Linked DNA regions of Macaca mulatta: regions 1 and 3 are each linked to region 2. The links are chromatin contacts, called in public Hi-C maps. All regions are on one chromosome and are shown on one strand. Each heading gives the region's core, a stretch centred on a gene start, on an enhancer-like site or on the middle of the called end of the contact. The rest is flanking DNA. Distances are from core to core; before and after follow the strand shown.

Region 1 (2,700 bases), core at 75-2,574, 59 kb before region 2:
TGCAACGCCACGCGCCCCAAACCCAGAACATGACCACCCATCAGAGCTGGGTACTGCAGGGCCCTGAGAAAATGTCCTGGGTGTGTCCTCGGGTGGTTCTCTCCCAGGTCGGGGCAGGAAGGCAGGGCCCTGTGTGTGTCCTGGGCTCTGTGGGCCAGTCAGTTACTGTGAGTTACTAAACCCTAAGACATACTTGCAAATTTTCTTCAGTTCCTTCATTTTCTCAGGATTTAGTCTGGGTTCTCCTGAAGTTGTGAGCTCTTCTACCAACTTCGAAAGTTTCTGATCCATATCTAGAAATAGGTAAGGCACAAATGCTAAATCACCATCTGTATTTTATAGCTCTTGCTGTTATTAACGTGTTTACTGGGCTCTACTATAAACCGAAAGTTCCGGGAGGACCCTGAGCCTGGGGTCCATCTGCCGTTACCTCTGGGGGCGCCTCTCTGGGAAATGTGTCCGGCAAGGCCTTTACAGCGGTGATTACGGTCAGTTTTAAAAGTGAACCTTCAACTCGGGACCTCTACAATCCCCTGCGTGTGGGACGCTGCACTGAGGGCCGTGCGTTAAGAAGCAGTGGCACTGTCCAAATCAGCTTTTGCCTAACGTGACTGTTGCTGTTTCCCTTATTCACTGATTCCGCAGGGCAGCCTCCAGCAAGGCTGCAGAGGCCAAAAGGAGCCAAGAAATTCTGAGATCAATGAAAGTCGCGCCCGGAGGCCCAGGGTCGAGCACCGCGGCGTGCAGGGTGGGAAGAGGCGAGAGCCTGCAGCACTGCCAGGAAAAGGCCGAAGGACCCGGAAGGAAGCGCCAGGGGAGGCCGGGGCGGAGGCTGGGGAGCTGCGCCCTACCCGGGGAAAGCAGCGGCCCGGCGGGGCCCGCGCGAGGCTGGGGCCGCGGGGTCGCCCTCGCACAGCGGCTGCACCGGGCGGGCGCGCAGCTTTCGGCGGTGCTCGGGGGCTGCGGCCTGTCACTCGGCCCTGGGCCCGCCCTCCGGCCCCGCCGCCGGCGCTCTCGAAGACACGGGACACGCTCCGCCCGCAGGTCTCTGCCCGGCGCCCGCAGAGCCGCCGGTGCTGAAGCTGCTCGACCCCCGCCCCCCAGCGCAACCACAGCCCCACCTACCGCTGACTCGGCGCTCGCCTCGCCCCGCCCCTTCCGGCGGGCGGACCGCCCCTCCTGTCAGGTGCCCAAGAGCTCTACAGCCATTGGCTGTCCCTGGGCCGGACGCATCAGGAGCTGGGGTCACCACGGCGACGACTGCACCTACCTCTTGACGCGGCCGTTCTCGCTGTTGCCCCATCCTTTCCGGCAAAGGCCCCGCCCCTATCACGTGCTCTGAGCTCGGCAGCCAATGGCTCACCCTGGCCGAGGAGGCGCAGGCGCAAAGACGCGGCCGAGGTCTGCGCGGTGACGTAGGCGCGCTCCCGGCGGGGGCGGGGCAGCCTGGGATGGGAGACGCGCTAGAAAAGAGGCGGGAGGGCGCAGAAAGTCCTTAAAGGGGCTGCGGTGTGCGGGCGCCGGGGGCGGGGCCGGCCCGGAAACTGAGGCCGAAAGGAAGTTCCGGTCTGGGCGTCAACGCCACGCCTGCCCGGACTTTCGCGGCCAGGTCCCTTCCCCTGCGGAGGGCCGGTGAGGACTGCCCAGGCGGGAGGGCGCGGGTCCCTGGACCCTGGCGCCCTGGACCCCGCGGCGCCTGCCCGCTCGGGCCCGAGAAGGGAACCCCTGGGCGGGCTCGGGGTTCTTCGGGGCCCAGCTCGGCGCCAGACACACAGCAGATACCCCTGGGCCCGGGCTGGCCCCGGGCAGAATGAGGAGCAGAGGCGCCGTCCGTCCTGCCGCCGAGGTCCGCAGCCTGGAACGGAGGGGAGTGCGAGGCCGGCTGCGGACGGACCGACCTGGAGGTGGCTCAGGAGGAACGCGGTGTGCACCCCACTCGCGGGGCGCCCGGCACAGGCCACGCAGAGCAGACGCCCAACTGGGCGTCCGGGGCTGGGTGCATGGCGGGGGCCGCCGCCGGCGGGGCGGCGGGCCGGGGTTTCTTTTTCGGGGGGATGGGCATGCCCTTGCATTAGAGTGGTGGTAGCTCACAACCCTGTTAATCGTGTTTTTGTAGGGTGGGTTTCTCAGTAAAGCAGTTCTTTTAAAAAAGAAAAGAAGAGGGACTCCCTGCGCCGCCCCTCTCTGCAGCACCAGCCTCTGTCCCTGGGCGTCAGTGGCTCCCAGCTCCTAGCCTGCAGGCACCCTGAGCCGCTCCCCCGCCTCACCCCTTCCTCACCCAGCCTCTTGCTTCACTGAGCAAGCTGGAGCCAGATCCTCCCTCAGCGCCCCTTGCCCTGTGCACCCAATCGCCGGCCTGTGGCTTCCTCCAAGGCACCCATCCAGCAGTTTCCCTCTGTGTTCTACAGCAGGTTTTTTTGTTGTTATTAGTTCTCATTAGCATAAAAGGGTGCCGTTTCTCCCATACTAACAAAACCCTCTCTTTATCCGACTTCTCTCACCAATTGCTAAGTCCAGTTTCTTTTACACTGCCCCGGGGTGTCCTCTCAGCCCTCAGGCTCTACAGCACAGCCAAGCTGCCCGTCCACTGTCCATTGCCCTCTATCAGCTGATGGCCCTGCAGCCTTTTTTTTTTTTTTGAGACGGAGTCTCGCTTTGTCACCCAGGCTGGAGTGCAGTGGCGCGATCTCGGCTCACTGC
Region 2 (2,700 bases), core at 151-2,650:
ACTGCGAAACCACTAGTGGGTCGGGCGCGTGGCTCACACCTGTCAGCCCAAGGCAGGAGGATCGATTGAGCCCTGGAATTCAAAACCACCCTAGGCAACAGTGAAACCCCGTTTCTTTTTTAAAATATGAAATAAACCGCTAGATAATGAAGAGGAGGAGAAGCTTGCCTCTGCTTTCCTATGAAGACCAGCTACACCAGGGTACAGCCTGGCTTCAGCAGCGTTAACTGTAGCAGGGACCTTTTAATGAATGCCAAGCACTGCTTGGAACAATAAGTGGTCACTCATTTCACCCTGAGGTGACACAGGCGCTACCACTGCTTAAATCTGACAAGAATAAACAATCACTAAGTGGGCCCTGATGTCTCCCAGTAAAGATGAACACAGAGGAGCCCGATTCACACCCCAGCAGGATGGCTCACAGCCTGTGTTCTTCAGCCCTTTGCTGAATGGCCCTGGGGCTGGGGGAACGCACAGCAACCTGGCCATATTGCATCCTCCACACCTGTCGCCACACCGTCTGTCCTGAGACGGACGGGAACACCAGGGCGCCCTGGGAGGAGAGAAAAGCTACGCAGCTCCCCAGGAAGGCAACACAGAACCACAAAGCTCAGCCGCAGCTCTGAGAAAGCTATGACCTTGATCTTTTAAGGAATTCCTTCCCAGGTGCTTCATATGAAATCCTCTACTAACTAGGTAAAGAGCAAGTATCGGCTCCTTCTACTAGGAGCACAAATTTCATTCTAAGAAGTGCGACGTGGCTAGGTGACCACCCAAGGTCACGCAACCGGCAGCCGGACGGCAAGAGCTGTATTTCAGGTTTGGTGACGCCCATCAAAAAGGTCGCTGGGTGCCATCAGGCCGTGAGGTTTCTCCCTACAGCTCCTACCTAGCGACCGGCGCACCCGGCATCTCCCAGCCCTGGGCTCCCGGGAGGGCGGCCGGGCACCGGCCGGGCACGCCGCGCATTCCGTCTGCCTGGGCGCCAGAGATCCCACGCCCCGCAAACTCCGGCTTCCACCCCAGCCCCAAATTCCCCAGCCTTCGCGCTGCCAGAGTCGTCGCTGGCTCGGCTCACGCAGCTCTTCAAGCAAAGGGGCCACAGTCGGGCGCTGGGCAGGGCCAAAGCCGCCGCCCCCGTCACACCTGCCCGGCGCGGACCGGGCGCCCCCGAGGAGCCCGCACGGCCCCGTCAGGCCGCGCCCAGCTCCCGCCGCCCTCGCCGCTGGCCCTCCCGGGGCGGCCCCTCGCGGCCCACGGGCACTGGCTGGAGGCGCCATCGCTGCCCTCGGCCTGCGCGGCGCAGGCGCCCACCTTGAGGGTCGGGTACTCCTGGACCTTCAGGGTCATGGACAACTGAGCCGCCGACTCCTGCACCGCCATCTTGAAGCGGCCAAAACATTACCGGGCGGGGGACGCGCGAGCGCGCTGCACGCCGGGAAATGACGCCGCGCGCGCCGGCCGGAGAGGGGCGGGGGCGGGCCGATGCGCCTGCACCAATCGTATCCGCACAGTCGGCCGGAGGCGGAAGAAGGCGCGAACCAATCACTGCCGGGTTTCCTCCCGCTCAGCCAATCAACGATAGCCCCGGCTGGCGGTTTCCTCCTTGAATTCGCTGCCAGGTTCAGGCCGCAGATCCCGGGGCTGGGGGTGCTCCTGGGCTTGGGGCGGGCCGGTGGGGTGCGGAGAGCGGCCCGGGCGGGTGGAGCTGCGGCTGAGCGGGCTGGGGGACTTAGCGTCCGTCCAGTTACTCGGAGCTATCGCGGGGTGGTCCCCTGTGGGTCCCTCGTGCCTGCGGTACCAGGGCCAACGCCGACAAAACGCTTGGCCACATACGCCTGTAGCCAACTATATTTCTTTGGCCCTATTTTCACCGATTTACAGCTGCTGGAATCCTGATGTGGAACCTCCGACTTCCCATTGGAAGAGGAAAGGCCCAATACCTAAAACTGACTTATGGACAGAAACTCCTGAAGCATGAGAAGCTTGTGGTCTCTCCGCCCTCTCCTTGCAGGGTGGGCAGCGCTGGCATCCGGGTCGTGCCCTGCCTTCATTTCAGCCATTTCACATTCTCAGCGTTTCAAACACCACCCGCCTCCCTCCTTTCCAAAATAAAACTGAAATTAGGTTTTATTACTTAGGAAATGACGTCCCAATTAAGCCACCTTGTGTTTCACGTAACTCATTTCTAAACAATTTTTAAAATACTTGGTGTTTAAACAAAGGAAAAACATCTAAGGTGACAGCGATGAAGCGAGAACCTCCACTTGGAGGCTGCTACGTGTTACAGCCGGAATGCAAGACATCCGACCGGCACTGTGGAGTCTTCCTCTGTCTTACTTAAACAGGAGTTGGGACTAAGGAAAGTGTTATTCCTTAAGTGTGTGGCTGCAGACTCCAGTCTTTTAGATATTTGAAGTAAGTTTTACAGTGAAGTGCACAAATCTTGACTATACAACTTTAATGAATTTTCACCCTTATTTGCACTTTTATCTAACCATGTCCTGGTTGAGATTTAGGACATTTCCCATGGCACAGAAAGCTCCCCTGTCCCTTCTCAGGCTATATCCCCATCATTCTAACCCTGCTCCCCATAACAGCATTCCTGACCTTCTTGTAGATGGAAGCATGCAGTCTGTACTCTTTGCATCTCTTCACAGTTCACATGGTGTCTGCCACTCTCTGGGATGGTCCCAGTAA
Region 3 (2,700 bases), core at 165-2,664, 60 kb after region 2:
CTCTGCAGGGCTGCCCCTCCCCCTACAAGGGCTCCACACGTGTTCCCTCCTTCATGACTCCCACTGGGCTTCCCTGACAGGGCCCCACCCTCCCCAAAGCTCTGGTGACACCTGCCAGGTTTCCTCCAGGCCACAGCTGGGCAGCCCGGTCTTAGAACAGAAAGTGGTACGCATGGCAGGCCCGACTGAGGGCCCAGCACTGTCAGTGGGGTCAGAGGTCTTCCCAGGCCTGGAAGGGCAGACATGGGCTTCTCAGGGCAGCCTAGGACGCGTCCTCACGAACCACAGCGAAACTAGAGCAGGTGTCTCTCGGATAGGAGTCTGCATCATTCCGTCTCCAGGCTGTGGTTTCTCAAATTATGCAACTATCTGATCATTCCAGTGTGCTCAGAGTAGCCACGCGCAGAGGCCCTTCCCACAACTCCCCACGGGGTGGATGGAAGCGTCCACTCGCGGCGCGAGGAATATCCCTGGGCCCCTTGGGAGAGTCTGCAGGGGCAGCCCCTGGGTGAGCAGGCCCGGTGCGGCCTCTCCCTGAAGGGACTTTCGGGCCCTCCCGGGTCGGGGCGTCTCCCGCAGCGGGCAGAAGCAGAGCTGGCTACAAACCCTACTCTTGTTAAAGGAGAAACGGGGTCGAGAAGGGGGTTCTCCAGCCCTGAACTTCCCGGGCCGGGAACAGCGCCCTGGGCCGGGCAGAACGCGGCCCCTCCCGGAGTCGGGGTCCCCCCCGGCTGGGGACGAACTGGGGCGGGCGCGCTTCTCCTCCCGGGGCCCCATGTGCGGCCGGCTCTTGGACGGTAAATCAGGGCCCGGGTGGGGGCGATGGGGGGAACCCGCGGCCTCGGTGCCCCTGGCCAGCCCCGGGGACAGCGGCACCGCAAGGACAAGTCTTCGGAGGCGCACGGGCCAGGCCGCGGGGCCAGAAGCGAGCGGGGGAGGGCGGCGGCTGGCGGGGCGGGAAGGGAGCGGGGCGGCCGCTGCGCGGAGGAGCGCCATTTACGTTCGGGTCCGTTCCGGGCGCTGACGTGGGCGACCCTGCCTCGGCTTCCGGGCCCGGCGCCGTCCCGCAGGGGGCCTCGGGGCGGGCGGCGCTCCCGCCAGCGGTGCTGAGCCCGGCCCGACCCTGCCCGCCTTCCTCCGGGACAGGCGGTTTAGAACGTGCGGAACACCGGGCCTCGGGCCTCCGCCGGGCTGCAGGCCCCGTGAGCTTCCCGCCAGGCTCCCGCCCCGCCCCGCAGCCGCGCCCGGCCAGGCGGGCCCTGAGCCGCCCGCGTGAGTCCGTGCGCCGCCCGCGCCGGGAACCAGGAGACCAACCGCGAGGCCCCGCCCGCGCGCGCCGCCGTGTCCCCGCCCGCGCGGTCGTCGGAGCGCGGCTCAGCGGCGCGGCGGAGGCTCGGCACGGCGGCGGCCAGGCGCAGGCGGGCGGGCGGAGCAGCGGACGGCACCGAGGCCGCCCCACGCGCCGGACTCGCGGCGGCGCAGCGCGCCGGAGTGGTCGGGGCCCGCGGCCGCTCGCGCCTCTCGATGGGCAGCTCGCACTTGCTCAACAAGGGCCTGCCGCTCGGTAAGGCCGCGCGCGCGCGCGTTTCCGGCCGCGGGCGGGGGCGGGGCGGGGCGGGGGCCGCGCGGGCGGGGGGCGCGGGGGCGGGCCGAGCGCGCGCCCGCGGGCCGCCGGCTTTGTGTGCGAGTGCGCGTGCGCGCCGTCGTCCGCGCGTGGCCGCGGTCGGGGGCGGGACCGCGGCAAGGGTCGTGCGCATGCGCGGGCCGCTGCGTGTGAGCGAGCGCCGCCGTGTGCCCTCCCCGCCCGCGGCCCGCGCAGGTGACACAAAGGGGCCCGTGGGCCTCCAGGCTGCTCCACCGACCCCAGCCCCATGGGACCCGGGACGGCACCCCGAGTCCGAGTCCCGATCCCCGGCCGCTACCCCGTCCCCGGTCACGACCCCGCGGCTGGGCCTGCGGGACCGGGGTGGGAGCTGCGCCGTGCGCAGCTACGGGTGTCCTGGGGAGCGCGCTCCCGGGCCACTCGCGGGAGCGCGCCCCCTCCCGCCCTGAGGCTGCCGGCGACCGCGGCCGCGCGCTGTGGGGGAAGGGGACGGGGCCCGGGCGCCGGGTCTGACCGTGGAGGAGGCCGCCGCCCTCAGACCGGGCCCAAAGCGCAGCCCCCGGCGGTGACGCGGGCGGTCCCCGGGGGTCTCCGCTCCCGCGAACTCCGCGAGGGCCCGGCCCGGCCCGGCGCCTCCACCTGCCTCTGCCTGTGCCGGCCCGGGTCCCGGGGCGCCTTCCTCGCCGGCTGCGGCCGCGGAAGCAGGGAGCACGGGCGGACGCCGGGCGCACGGCCATCGCCATCTTGCAGCGCCCGCATCCTGGGCCGGCCCGGGCCGCTCCGCGGAGCCTTTCTCTCCCTCGACCCGGCTGCAAAGGCAGAGCCCGCGCGCTTGATCCCCGGGCCAAAACTGGAGCGTTCTCTGGCGGCCTCCAAGGGCACCGGTGTCCGGAAGCCCGGCCGGGGCCAGAGCCCTTTTGCTGTAGTCTCCGCGATTGCCGGGACAGAATTCCCTTCCAGTGGGGAAAAGGGAAGGCGGTCGCGCCCTTCCCGGTGCCCTGAGTGGGGAGGTGAAACCCTGAGAGTTGGGGCTAGAGGGCCCGGAGCCAGGGCCGAGGCGGCGGGTGTGCAGAGTGCTCCGTGGAGCCCGAGCACCC

What was found. A called contact is a pair of places that touch in the nucleus more often than the background predicts.
Region 1: a Hi-C map of cortical neurons shows a contact between it and region 2, with 2.7 times the contacts expected there. The contact joins the promoter of UVSSA here to the promoter of MAEA in region 2. A contact is called at or near these places in 4 of 14 Hi-C or Micro-C datasets (CD4 T cells, blood, cortical neurons and 1 more).
Region 3: a contact with region 2 is called in a Hi-C map of blood, with 4 times the contacts expected there. The contact joins the promoter of CTBP1 here to the promoter of MAEA in region 2. A contact is called at or near these places in 7 of 14 Hi-C or Micro-C datasets (CD4 T cells, blood, cortical neurons and 3 more).

Annotation. Positions count from the first base shown.
Region 1 is chr5:1,441,445-1,444,144 of T2T-MMU8v2.0, reverse strand. UVSSA (UV stimulated scaffold protein A) reads right to left here and starts at 1,324. Exons shown (of 15, transcript XR_013417652.1): 1 at 1,126-1,324; 2 at 194-293.
Region 2 is chr5:1,382,248-1,384,947 of T2T-MMU8v2.0, reverse strand. It overlaps MAEA (macrophage erythroblast attacher, E3 ubiquitin ligase), which reads right to left and starts at 1,400. Exons shown (of 9, transcript NM_001258174.1): 1 at 1,315-1,400. The coding sequence starts at 1,383.
Region 3 is chr5:1,322,483-1,325,182 of T2T-MMU8v2.0, reverse strand. It overlaps CTBP1 (C-terminal binding protein 1), which reads left to right and starts at 1,414. Exons shown (of 10, transcript NM_001266780.1): 1 at 1,414-1,564. It also overlaps the pseudogene LOC106998226.